Linked DNA regions of Sus scrofa: all the other regions are linked to region 2. A link is a contact called in public Hi-C and HiChIP or PLAC-seq data. All regions are on one chromosome and are shown on one strand. The core of a region is the stretch at or near the end of the contact, and the rest is flanking DNA. Distances in the headings are between cores, read along the strand shown.

What was found. A called contact is a pair of places that touch in the nucleus more often than the background predicts. HiChIP or PLAC-seq counts read pairs in DNA pulled down with a chosen protein or histone mark.
Region 1: a contact with region 2 is called in a Hi-C map of subcutaneous adipose tissue, with 2.4 times the contacts expected there. The contact joins two enhancer-like sites. A contact is called at or near these places in 9 of 47 Hi-C or Micro-C datasets (alveolar macrophages, blood, embryonic fibroblasts and 4 more) and 2 of 2 datasets of contacts at active chromatin or transcription factors (alveolar macrophages and skeletal muscle).
Region 3: a contact with region 2 is called in an H3K27ac HiChIP or PLAC-seq map of skeletal muscle. The contact joins two enhancer-like sites. A contact is called at or near these places in 11 of 47 Hi-C or Micro-C datasets (alveolar macrophages, blood, embryonic fibroblasts and 5 more) and 2 of 2 datasets of contacts at active chromatin or transcription factors (alveolar macrophages and skeletal muscle).

Annotation. Positions count from the first base shown.
Region 1 is chr10:14,516,923-14,521,163 of Sscrofa11.1, forward strand. No RefSeq gene overlaps it. Among named protein-coding and RNA genes, the nearest start is that of PSEN2, 26 kb to the right of the region's middle. Within about 2 kb of position 1,344, at least 17 of the 83 cell types and tissues checked have an H3K27ac peak or open chromatin away from gene starts, as enhancers often do. A contact at or near this core is called in skeletal muscle and subcutaneous adipose tissue, where this site is marked.
Region 2 is chr10:14,429,304-14,433,755 of Sscrofa11.1, forward strand. The region is part of intron 3 of ITPKB (inositol-trisphosphate 3-kinase B); the gene reads right to left. Among named protein-coding and RNA genes, the nearest start is that of ITPKB, 38 kb to the right of the region's middle. Within about 2 kb of position 2,933, at least 69 of the 83 cell types and tissues checked have an H3K27ac peak or open chromatin away from gene starts, as enhancers often do. A contact at or near this core is called in skeletal muscle and subcutaneous adipose tissue, where this site is marked.
Region 3 is chr10:14,361,165-14,365,583 of Sscrofa11.1, forward strand. ITPKB (inositol-trisphosphate 3-kinase B) reads right to left here. Exons shown (of 10, transcript XM_021064414.1): 10 at 1,719-4,419. Among named protein-coding and RNA genes, the nearest start is that of STUM, 68 kb to the left of the region's middle. Within about 2 kb of position 2,772, at least 10 of the 83 cell types and tissues checked have an H3K27ac peak or open chromatin away from gene starts, as enhancers often do.

The sequences.
Region 1 (4,241 bases), core at 94-2,593, 86 kb after region 2:
GTGTGTGTGTGTTTGGAGTTGGTGTTGAAAGATGCTCCTATATTAGGGAGGAAAAGGCATAGCCAGATGGTCACTGGGGGCTTCTATCCCAAGAGGGAAAGTTTCTTGCAAGAGCTATGAAATAAATGAAAGCAATTTATTCAGGCTGCCTGGCCCAGGGGGGTCATAGATCAACAGCAGTAAGTGGTGGTGGGGGCAGGTCATGCATAGCAGGGGTTAGAACTGAGGTGGGGGCTGCCCAAGGGGCTTGGGGTTCTCCAAGAGAACTTGGTCTCCAGCTAAGATATTAAAATGGAACATGGAATTTATTAGTTTTATTAATTAAGATATTAGCGTGGAATTCCTGCACCGACGGTTCCCACTTGGGATATAACACTTCCCTAGAACCCTCAGATCAAGTGTTTGCCGTCAGAGGACCTTGTCCTGTGGAAAGGTTCTCAAAGTGTGGTTTGAGGATCCTCTGCCTGAGAATCAAATAAGGTGTTTGCCAAAAAAGTAGGTTCTTGGGCCACACCCTGCACCTACTGAGCTGGAACGTCTGAGGGTGGGGCCTGGGTGTCTGCTCTTTTAACTGGTGACTTTATTTTTTTTTGCCTTTTTTTTTTCTTTTTAGGGCCGCACCCTTGCCGTATGGAAGTTCGCAGGCTAGGGGTCAAATCTGAGCTACAGCCTACACCACAGCCAGAGCCACAGCAATGGCATCTGTGACCTACACCACAGCTCACGGCAATGCCGGATCACTGACCCACTGAGCCAGGCCAGGGATGGAACCCGCATCCTCATGGATACTAGTCAGATTCGTTTCTGCGGGGCCACGATAGGAACTCCTCAACTGGTGACTCTTAAAGTTTACAATGTCCACCTGCTGCCAGGAAGTCACAAAGTCCAGGGAGGAAGCAGAGGGGATGGCTTCCTGGGGCTCCCCGCAGTTTTCAATTTTTTAGGAAGTACCCTAGAGGAAGGGTAAAGTAGATAAATGCATTTTTCTTTTAAAATTTCACTTTAGTTTTGAGAACTTAACATATGAGGAGACCGAGGCATTCTTTCTCCCCCTCACCTCCCTGCCCCTGTCCCCCAAAGCCCTTGAGCGCTCTGTGAAACGTGACCTGCCTTACCCAGCCCTCACAGCCGGCTTTCTGGCAGGAACTTGACTGGGGAGTGGGGGTGTGGGGTGGGGGGTGGTCTCGGCCAAGGTCTTGGAAAGAATATGCTGTTTCTTGGGCAGTGGGGTCTCCAGGCCTGAATGCCCAAGGCCAACATAGAGCGCTTAAAAATAGAGGCCGGTGGCCCAGCCCAAGGGAAAAGAATGGAGGCCTCCCTGGATCACCAAAGAATGATCCGAACAAAGGAGGCTGACGCCCTCCAGTGGAGAGAAGCTGCTTCCCAGCCCCGCTTAAGGGCCAGACCCACAGGGCTGAAGGCTGAGCCTCAAGGGGGGGACACAGCCATGGAAACACCACCTCCCTAAGATCCCTGCTTCCGGATAGAGGAAGAATCGCGCTGCCTGCATTTGCTAACATCCCTGTGATTGCAGGATGCCTTGCTGTAATGTGTACTGTTTGAATAACAAGTACCTTCCATCATCATCAGAATTGAGACTATTTTCATTTTTTCTCATTGAGATTGAGGCTACTACTACTGGAGTTCCCATCGTGGCTCAATAGTTAACGAATCCAACTAGCAGCCATGAGGTTGCGGGTTCGATCCCTGGCCTTGCTTGGTGGGTTAAGGATCTGGCGTTGCCGCGAGCTGTGGTGTAGGTTGCAGACACGGCTCGGATCCCACATTACTGTGGCTCTGGCTTACGCCGGTGGCTACAGCTCCGATTAGACCCCTAGCCTGGAAACCTCCATATGCTGCGAGAGTGGCCCTAGAAAAGGCTAAAATACAAATAAATAAAGAAAAGAAAAGGCTACTACTACTGGGCGTTCCGGTTGTGGCTCAATGGGTTAAGAACCCAACTCTTATCCATGAGGATTTGGGTTCGATCCCCGGCCTCACTCGGTGGGTTAAGGACCAGGTGTGCCTGGTGGCATAGGCCAGCAGTTCAGCTCTGATTCGACCCCTAGCCTGGGACCTTCCATGTACTGCAGATGTGACCATAAAAAGACAAAACAAACTTTTTTTTTTTAGAGACAACAGGCTTTAAATAAAAGATTGAAAAGTAAAAGTACACAACACCTCACACCCATTACTATAAAAGAAAGACAGGCCAAAAGAGAGAGAGAAGATAAAGTGTCTTGGAAAGGATGGAGAGATTGGGACTCTTGAGCAATGGTCACGGGGATGTGAAACGGTGCAGACATTGTGGAAAACAACACGGTAGCTCCTCAAAAGAACTGAACATAGAGGTATCATATGATCCAGCAATTCCACTTCTAGATACACACCCCAAAGAACTGAAAGCTGGGTCTCAAAGAGATATTTCTCCCCCCATGTTCTCAGCAGCATTATTCAGCATCCCCAAGCCGTAAAAGCAACTGAAAGTGTCCTTTGATGAATGCATAGATACAATGTATCCATATGGTGGAATATCATTCATATGGTGGAATATCATTCAGCTTTACAAGGGATTGCATTCTGAATGGAAGTGCCTTCAGGAAGTTCCCGTGCTGCTACAGCATGGATGGACCTGGAAGACAATGGGCTAAGCGACACAAGCCTGGTGCGGCCCTAAAATAAAAGGGAAAAAAAAAAAAAAAGGCATCTAAGCCCTGATTCTTAGAAAGTGAATGCTGCCTCGTATGAGGTATTAGGTTCTTCAGAGAAAGAGAACTAATAGGATGTGGGGGCGTGGGGGGGGTGGGTATAAAATAACATGGAGATTTTTAAGGAAATTAGGCTCATGCAGCTGTGGAGGCTGGCGAATCCAAAATCTGCAGGGTAGGTCGGCAGGCTGGAGACCCAGGAGAGAGTTGCCGTTTGAGTCCAAAGGGCCTTTTGCTGGCAGAATGCCTCTTCTTCCAGGGAGGCCAGTCTGCTCCCATGAAGACTTCAGCTGATTGAATGAGGCCCTGCTCACATAATGGAGGGTGATCTGCTTCACTCAGGTTCTACTGGTTTAGATGGTATCGCATCTAAAAAGCACCTTCAGGAAGTTCCCACCGTGGCTCAGCGGTAAAGAGCCCAACTAGTATCCGTGAGGATGAGGGTTCCATCCCTAGCCTCGCTCAGTGGGTTAAGGATCCCGCGTTGCCGTGAGCTGTGGTGTAGGTCAGAGGCATGGCTCGGATCCTGTGTTGCTGTGACTGTGGCTGTGGCGGAGGCCAAGCAAAGTGCAGAAGCTGCAGCCTGGTTTCTTCTTGCCGTTTATCGGGAAATCCCAGAGGTAACAGGTGAGTTGAGGGAAGAATCGCTAAGGAAAAAAGAAGGGAGACTCGATGATTTGGGAAACTCTCGACCTATTCAGATTGCAAAAGAGGCTCATGGGGAGACTCACTGTCTGGAAAGCTGACCCTGAAGAGAAGGCCAAGGGTGTGGCTGGAGAGCCGATTGCTGGCGCTGGAGGCACCGGACACGGGACTATGTCACTTAGCCTAATGTCATCCGTGTGCCATCTGAGCTGAAGCCAAGAATAGAGAAGGGAGCTCAGGAAAGGTCTGTGGTGGAGCCTCTTGTTTCTGGGTGTGAATCCTGGGGTAATGCACCAGACTTTTGAGGGTGGAAGATCTGCAGACACACTGCCAGCTCGAACTGAAAGGGGCAGGGAGAGTGTGAAATGAGGGAAGGTGTTCGCCCACATCTAAATGCCCGAAACAGCTGCCCAAACTCCTCAGCAGCAAACCCTCCATTACCCTTCAAGAAAAAGGAGATGACTCTGGAGAGGGAGGGTGGCCAGCGGGCAGGAGTCTCGAGCGGCAAAGCCTGACCCCTGGGTCTCCAGACCTCAGGGATTTTGGCCAAGTGGATTTCAACAGCGCTTGGAGCTGGCAACGCTTTTCTCCTTCCATTTTCTCCCTGCTGGAATGGCCCCCCGAACTCAGGAGAATATTTAATGTCTACTGGTTCATTTTAAGACAAGTATCATAGGGAGTTCCCGTCGTGGCTCAGCAGAAACGAATCTGATTAGCATCCGTGAGGATGTGGGTTTGATCCCTGGCCCCGCTCAGTGGGTTAAGGATTTGGCCTTGCCCTGAGCTGTGGTGTAGGTCACAGATGCAGCTCAGATCCTGCGGTGGCTGTGGTGTAGGCTGGCAGCTACAGATCTGATTTGACTCCTAGCCTGGAAACCTCCAAATGCT
Region 2 (4,452 bases), core at 1,683-4,182:
GGTCACTGTGGCGCTGTGACAGAATAAGGAAAGGTGCGAGGGCAGGACACCTGGACGAAGATCTCTGCGGGTCACCAAGCGTCCACCGGCTGCTGACAACACCCATTCCCTAGTCTAAGAGCCTGTCCTGAGAGGCAGGATAGAGCGGGGTCGTTAAGGGCCCAGACTCCAGAGCCAGTACGTGCCTGTGTTCACATACTAGAATTTTCTCTGACACTTGAGAAGTTACTTCACCTGTGTCTGTGTCGTCACCTGCAAAATAGATACATACTAACACCCTTACTTCACAGGGCCGTTCTGAGATGTAAATAAACCAAGATATTGAAAGCACCTAGAGCAATACCTGGCACATATGAAGCCCCCAGTGGTTGGCCATTGTCATCTTTCTATCAGCTTTCTGAGAGTCATCTTTACGTGGATATTCTCCACAGCATCCAGCATAGGTAGCACAGCCTCATCAACGTAAAAACAAAACCAATGAGGGGCAGTTGGCACCCCTGTGCCACAGGGACCCAGAGCACTCTCCCCCCACAAACCCAAAGCAAGAAGAATTTTCACAGAACACAAATCTCTTGCCTAAGATGATACCAGGAATTGGCCAGGCTGTGACTGAAACTCAACCTCTGACTCCAGAGCCAGCTTCTTCTTCACACAGGCTACACCGCCTGCCTGCTGACCACCACCTAGTCAAGGACAGAGAGATGGGAGCCGAAGCTCCAACAGAAGGCAAGCAAAAGAGGAAGAGAATACAAAAGGACAGGCTAGGAACCTCAGAAGAAATGAACTGTCTGGTAAAGGCCTGTGTCTTTTTCTGGACCCCGGTTTGTCCTATTTGCACCGTTCCCTCTCCCCTGGATTTGAGAGGGAACCTGGGTCAGGGCCTGGGTCTGCACAGCTGTATACACTGCCTTTCATCCTCTCTGTGAACGCGCTTCCAAGAACTTAACATGCTCTCGGCCCTCTGATCGGAAGCCAGCCACGCAGGTGAGGTGCAAGCTGCAGGCAAAAGTCCCTCCTAAGCCCGAAACTCCCATTTAGGAAGAAGTGCCATTTCTTTCTTTTTTTTCTTTTTAGGGCTGCACCCACAACATATGGAAGTTCCCAGGCTAAGGGTCAAATCAGAGCTGCACCTGCCAGCCTATGTCACAACCACAGCAACTCAGGATCCAAAGAACATCTGCCATCTACACTGCAGCTCATGGCAATGTGGGATCCTTAACCCACGGTGCGAGACCAGGGACCAAACCCACAACCTCATAGATACTAGTTGGGTTCATCATCCACTGAGCCACAGGCACTCCATGAAGTGTCATTTCTACAGAACAAAAAAAGTACAATCTCAACAGACTTCCCTTAAAGATCTGAAGGCTCTAGGATCTTCCAGCAGCAGCCTTACTGAAAAATTTGACTTTCCCAGTTTTCTCTGAGGACCTCATATCCACACAGATGTATGGTGACCTGCTCAGGAAAGTGTCAGCATGGCAGGGAGTGGGAGAAGGGGGGAGTCTTTCCACTGGTGAGCGGGCCTGAAGAGAGCACACTGAGGGGGCAGGCACTAACGCCCCTGGGTGTGATGCCAAGGAAGACTCCTTTGTCCTGAACCGAATCCTTCTCCCTGACCTCTCAGCATCAGGGCCATAAACACCCCCCCAATTCCCCAGAACAACCAGTACCAAATAGCCATTTCCTGCTCACCAAATGCTCCCTTATCAGACATCTTCCTCCCCCTTCCTCCTCGAACACCCATGCACACAAACACACACAGAGGGTCAGAAAAGGCAGGAAACGCTTGCCTAAGACCAGAGAAAATACCAGAGAACGGAAAGAGACAAGAAAACAGCACCAGATATTTGCTGAGCAGGGCAACCCTTTCCAACCTGAGGCTTCCCCTCCTCCCCTATCGCATGATGGAGAGGTGCCGAGAAAGAAATACCTTCTGCCAGGCAGCCTAAGCTCTTCCTAGGACCTCACTGTACCTCTGTTTAAAAGGCAGGAAACAAAAAATAAATATAAAAAAACTAAAATAAAAAAATCAAAAGGCAGAAAACAACGGCATTATGCCTGGAGAGAGAGGAGCTGAGGGACTACACTTGCACAGTTAAGAGTATAGACGTCATTTATGCTGCAGGCGGGGCCCTAAAAGGACAAAAGACCCCCAAAAAAAAAAAAAAGAAGTATAGACGTAATTCAAATCATTTGCCTATAAAAAAACCCCATGGAACAACTCCTGGGCAGCTGGTAATGCAGATCCATGAACACGGCCCCTTCCCACTTCATCAGCCCAGACCTCTCTAAGACTAGAGTGGAGTAAGAACGGAAAACCTGGAGCCAGGGAAACCCAGGGTCCCGTGCTAAGAACCAGAAAGCAAATTTAAGGACAGTCCATCATCAGAAGCAACAGCCATTGCACTGAAATAGCCATTTCTTTAGCCCCTAGTGTTTTTGGGTACTTATCTATATAACTGTTCCTTGCTCAGCTCCTTCCAATCTCAAAAAACTAGGCATTGGAAGAATTTCTAATTGAACATTTTTCTCCCTCCAGTAGATAATCGACATTCACCCCGTCCAGGAAAAATCTAAGCTGGGTAACTGCAGGAGGTGGTTTATTTTCACAACAGTAAAATATCTAAACCAAAATGTGCCCTGGGTTTCAGCAGCTTAAACACTGAGGTCTAACGAGGACCCGAGATTCCACTTCGCCTGCCAAGGGCTAAGTGTGTATGTTTAAGTAGGAGAAAGTGATTATGAAGAAAATGGGAACGTCTGAGTAGGTGAAGGGGAAAACGGTGCAAATATGGCTAGAAAAAGGAGACCGGCCCTAAAGTCCTATCGCCCAAGCGTGAGAAAAAGCGAGGGCTAGCACCCCTGGGTGTGAAGGCCTGAGCTTCCCGTGAAACCAGCGAAGCCTGCACGGGGCCCCCAGGGGACCCGGCCTGACATCATTTCTCACTCGAGCTGTTTACACTTAACCAACGGGGCGGCGGGCTTTCCGCCCTCCGCTCCCGCCCGGGGCGCCGCGCCGGGGAAGTCAGAGGAGAGCCGGCTCTCGGAAGAGCTCGGCCGCCCCGCCGTTTCTCGGGGTACCGGGTCCCAACCCCGCGGCGCGGACGCCCCCCGCGCGCCCCGCCCCACGCCCCACGCCCACGCCCACGCCCCACGCCCCACGCCCCACGCCCACGCGCGGAAGCCCGCGGCCAGGGATGGGACGCCGCCTCCCGGCATGCTCGGCGGCGGGGCGCGCGCCCGCGGCGATCACGTGACCGGGAGGGGCGGGCCCGCGGCGACTAGGTTGAGGGGGTTGGGGATGCTCTCTGCCTTTGCTTAGTACCAAGGAGGAAGGAAAGATCCGGGGGCGCCGTTGCACCCCATTTTGGAGGAATCCCAGCGCCACTCCTTGCCAGCTCCATGACCTTAGGAGAATCTATCAAAGTCTCGGTTTCCGCATTTGTAAAATGGGTAGTGTAGCTCTTCTGGAGGAATTTTGTGAGAACCGAAAGAGAACGTGTGGATCTGCTGACCTAATTTATTGAATTAGCAACAGTTTGTAATCGGTTTTTAGGGCACGGCAGAAACACTTTTCTGAAGTGCTTGTACCGTTAATATTTATGCTACTGGTTCGTTGAGCAGCCCCTGTTTTTCATAGCGCCAAGTATACTGCATTCCGCATAGACTGAATTATCAGCTCTTCTGTCTTCCCCCGCCCCTCTGACACCCCTCCCCCCCGCCAACAACAACAACTTTTGGTCTCCCCATTAGTTAACTTTGTGCAAGGGCTGATAGCCAACGACACCCCACATGCAGAAACAATCAAAATCCTTCAGTTCTACAGAAAACATGTGCCCAACTCCACAGACAGCTTGTGAAGGATCTCTGAGCATTCTGCAACCCAAACCGGCAGACATACGCTTGTATTTCCCTAGACCTCAAGCACTAAGAGGGTTAGGCTCTGATCCTATTTGTTCAGAGCCCAGAGAACTTTGGATAATTCTTAGCCTGAATTCAATATGCTCTGGAGTATGAAAAGCAGACACTGCTAAATTAAGCGTTTAGAGTAGAATAAACACTAAGTACCAGCAGTTCAGAAGAATCTTTTTAGCATGTCTTAGAACATGTTACAAATTACTATTACATTTTTTTTTTTTTTTTTTGCTTTTTTTTATGGCCGCACCCGCACGGGAGGCCTATGGAAGTTCCCAGGCTAGGGGTCCAACCGGAGCTGCTGCTGCTGGCCTACCTCACAGACAGCCATGTGGAATCCAAGCTGCGTCTGCGACCTACACCACAGCTCATGGCAACACTGGATCCTTAACCCACTGAGTGAGGCCAGGGATAGAACCTGCATCCTCATGGATACTAGTCGGATTCATTTCCTCTGCGCCACAATGGGAAATCCCTATTATTAAATTAGATCCCCGATGTCATTGTGCATGACCAAAAAGTAATAAAACAACT
Region 3 (4,419 bases), core at 1,522-4,021, 68 kb before region 2:
TGCTGGTCCCCGGTCCTGAGACAGCCTCCTTGCTACCAAGATAGCAGAGAACTTTCCAGTCAACCCCGTGCGAACCCCTGGGGAGACCTGTTATTTTCAAACTCTCTCCCTTCCCCAGATCAGGCAGAACTGGGGAGCAGTTTGATGTGACCAGCTTCCTGGGTGAGGGGGTGGGGCCCTCAGTTGAGAACTGCCAAGGGCCTGAAGCGGGGGTGGGGAGACTGGGGGCTCCCCTGCTGGTATTTGCAGGAAAAGCTCCTGATTAAATTTAGCTCACACAGCAGCCCAGACAGACCAGAGCAACTCGGCAGCGCCCTGTGTTGCCCTCACGGTCACAGAGCCACACAGCCCCACTGCTGCCACCACGCTGACCCCCACAGCTGGGGCCGGGCCACTGGAGAGGCTGGCAGGGCCGTCCCGGAGGTGCGTGCCAATGACCAGTCGGGGGCTCTGGGCTGACAGGGAAGGAAAGGCAGGAAGCAGGTCAGGTGAATCTGCGTAGACAGTGATGGGGCAGGGACAGGATGAGACGCAGGTGCGAGACTCTGAAATGAGTACAGTTACTGCACCACAACCTGAGGGGAGCAGGCCAGGCGGGAAGGCCAGAAGGTGCAAAGGTACTATGGCTTTCTTGATACTTTTGTTCGTCTCACTTTTCAAAATGATAAAGGAAGGATACACCAGCCTCCAGATACTGAATTCTTGAGTTCTGGAAATGAAGCCACCAGCAATTCAGAGCTGGGAGAGGCCCCAAAGCAAGTGTGGGGTGAATCCTTTGTGCCACAGGGGCCTCTGTTCTCAGATATCTTCCTTGGCAAACTCTCTCTGGGCAGCTGCTATGCGCCAAGTCTGGTGCTCAGCACCCAGGATGAGTGGCATAGATAATACAAACTGCCCTCTAGAGCTTTCCCAGGGAGGGAGGAAGACAGAATTCATTTTGAAACCAGGCAAATTCTGGATCAGAATCCCTGCTTCCCACTTATTACCCAGGTCACGCTGGGTGTGTGCTGGCAACACCCACAGCATATGGAAGTTCCCTGGCCAGGGGTCCGCAGCTGTGACCTATGCCACAGGTGTGGCAACATGGGTTAACCCACTACACCAGGCCAGGGATTGAATCTGTGCCTCCTCAGAGACAATGCCAGATCCTTAGCCATTAGGACCACAGAGGGAACTCCCAAGTCATTTGTCCTAAGCCTACGTTTCCCCATCTGTAGACTATACAGCCTTATTCACTGAGTTGACTCAGAGATCAAAGGGGACCACAGACGTGAGCACCCACTGCCCCGCACAGAGCAAAGCTCCGTAAGTGAAGGCTGCTGGCAGCTCCCCGCGCCCCAGGGATGGTGGGGGTGCGGGGAGCACTTTGTTGATATTCTCCGTCCCTGAGCTACTATGTAAAAGTTTTCATTGACAGAGTAGAAAAGAGAAGTTTGAAGAGTGTTTTAAATCCTTTGTAGGGAGTTTCCATTGTGGCTCAGCGGGTTACGAACCTGACTCATATCTGTAAGGATGCGGGTTCGATCCCTGGCCTTGCTCAGTGGGTTAAGGATCCGGCGTCGCTATGAGCTGTGGTGTAGGTCGCAGACTCGGCTGGGATCCTACACTGCTGTGGCTCTGGTGTAGGCCGGCAGCTACAGCTCCAATTCGACCCCTAAGAACTTCCAGATGCTGCAAGTGCGGGTAAAAAGAGGAAAAAAACAAAAAAAGAAACTTTGCAGATTTAAAAGTTTACTTAATTGGACCCCCCACACCTGTGGGTTGTCATAGCCCCAATGGATCCTCCAGCTTCCAAAGAGTCCCCAGCCCAACCCCACCCCAGACAGCCCCTGAGGGCTGGGGATGGGAAGGACCACACCCAGCACCCAGCACCATGGTCTCAGGGCCTTTATTCAGGAAGGTACAGAGCATCTGCGGTCTGGTTAACAGGCACTGGGGGGGAGGGGGAGGGGTTGTAACAGCTCAGTTTTCTCCGAAGGTGTCTCCGGAAGAGGGGTGCTGAGGCCAGGAGAGCCCTCTCCTCCAGAAAAAGGCACTGGCGGGGGTGTGCCCTCTGCTTCTTCCCAAGCAAGGGCCTGGGTTACTCTCTCTCTCACACACACACACACACACACACACACACACACAGGCCAACCGGACGCAGAGACACTCAAAGCTAAATACAGCTAATGGTGGAAAGAGTCCATGGTGGTGGGTGAGGTGGGGGGGGGGGGAGAACAGTGGCCAGGGCTGCATCCGGGCTCTCTTCACAGGGCGGGAAAGGAAGTTCAGAAAGAAGGCAAAGCTTTAAAGGAGAAACAGAACCAGCCTCTCAGTCTTAGTGTTTTGTGCAATTAAAAAAACCCGACAAAATAAATATAAGTTAAAAACTTCTTACATGACACTAAAGGCACATCTGGGACAAGTAGGTGAGAAACCTCCTTCTACTGCTGAGCAGTGCTGAACACTGAGAGCCCCCCCCGGGGGGGGCCCTCCCCCCAGGAACACGGCAGGAAGGGCGCCTGCTCACCTGTGCACAGATGCACACAGCTCATCCCACCCTCCCGGCACCTTCGAGGCCAGGACCCAAGGAGTCCCCGCCTGAACCCGGCTGGCTGGGGATGGTTTTCAGATGGCCTGGGCAGGGCCTCTGGGAAATGCCAATCCAGGATCCATCTCTCCTGCCTGGATGAGGGAGTGGGGATTAGAGGGGAGGATGGGTAGAGAGAGTAGGTGCAGAAGAGGAGAACTAGCACAGGAAATACAAAACCCCAAACCCCTACTAGAATAACCCTAGAAAGATGTCACTTCCTACCATTCACGAATACAATGCCACCCAAAGCCAAGGATTGCTAATGAGGGGTGCTGTGGGCCTCCTTTGATAAACGGATCACCTGCATCTTAGCACATTGTTTGCAAACAACCGGTGCCTGCTGAAAGTGCTTGGAAAGTTTGTTCTTTTAAATCGGTTTCAGCTGGTCGCCTGTAAGTTTTGTTCATTGCATTCATTTGCTTTTGCAAAATTTTGTCACAGCTAGACTGCCGGGGTGGGGGCACGTGCTTGCCAGCCCACAGCTGGAGAACCTCTCCATCAGAAAGAAGGCTCTCTCTTCCCTGCAGACAGCGGCAGCACAGACCCCACCCCCACCCCATGACCCCGAGCTGGCTTTGGGCTTTTGCCTCCTAGGGTCACGTGGTGTCACAGGTCTCCCGAGCTCAGCCGGGTGGGGGTGTGACCCCCACAGGAGCTCACTGCTGTTTTGAACAAGAGCCAGGAAGTTTGAAAGTGATTTCCTCTTTGAAAAACTGTACTGAGACATCCTCATGGGTCCCACCTTCCGGCCCCACCAACCGTCACACCCAGAGTGAAAAGGGAAAAATGCACATGTCACATGAGCAAGTTGACAGTTCCCCCAGGGACGCCGAGGTGACAGGGGGCAGCCCAGGAGGCCCTCCCTCTAGATGGCACACACGCCGGGGGACACTCTTTCCATGTGTCCCTGGAGCAGCTCCCTGCAGAGCAAGGGGCCTGACCTCCGGTGGCCAAGGAGGGCACTTGCGCCACCGCTGCTCTCAAGGGCCAAAGAGCCAGAGTTTTGTTCTTTACAAGTCTCACAAAATTTACACTCTTCTCAAGAATATAGACCTACTTGCTTTACAATTAAAATAAGACTTACAGGTGTTCCCTGTGACTCCTCGAGCCACCTAGAGATGCCAGGCAGAGCTGCCCAGCACCCAGCTACGTTCTCTGGAAGCTGCCCACCAGGCATTGGGGAACATGGCTAAACCCTGCAGGCTAAGACCTATTTCAGGGGGAAAATGAAGCTGGTAAGGCAGCCTCCTGCTTCCTCCCTACTGGGCACTGGCCTGAGGCTCTGCCCCGTGACCAGTGGGGACTCTGGATCTCACAAGAGCCCCATGTGTGCAGCACGTTGGACCAGCTGGCTCCAGGAGGTGAGGAGATGAGGGGACAAGAGAGGAGTGTCCCCTGCAGCCTGTCCTTCTTCCCCTGAGGCTGCCTGGGCCCTGGTCCACTGCCACCCAGGCCCCAGGACCTTGCCTGGCTCCGGGGGGTGGGTGATACTCCTGGAAGCTCAGGTTTGCAGAATGTCCCTCTGAATTTGTAGGCAAAAATCACAGATGGAAGAACACCACTCCTGCCTGCCCTCTCCTGGGAAGGCCAATGTCAGAGAGCATGGTCAAGTTGGAGCTGGACCCCTCTTGGCTCCTGGAGTTGTTCCAATGCTAGAGAATTTCAGTACCGGATGGGTGGGGTTCCCTGCTTTAGCAGCCCTGCAAAGGCCACGGCAGCATCTCTGGGAGTCCCCAGGCTGCCAAGCAGAGGGTACTTAATTGATGGCCAACATGCTAGTCCTAGGGGTGCTGTGCCCCAACTACCAGAAACCTGGCGCCAGGTACCTGTTTTTACAGCCAGGCACC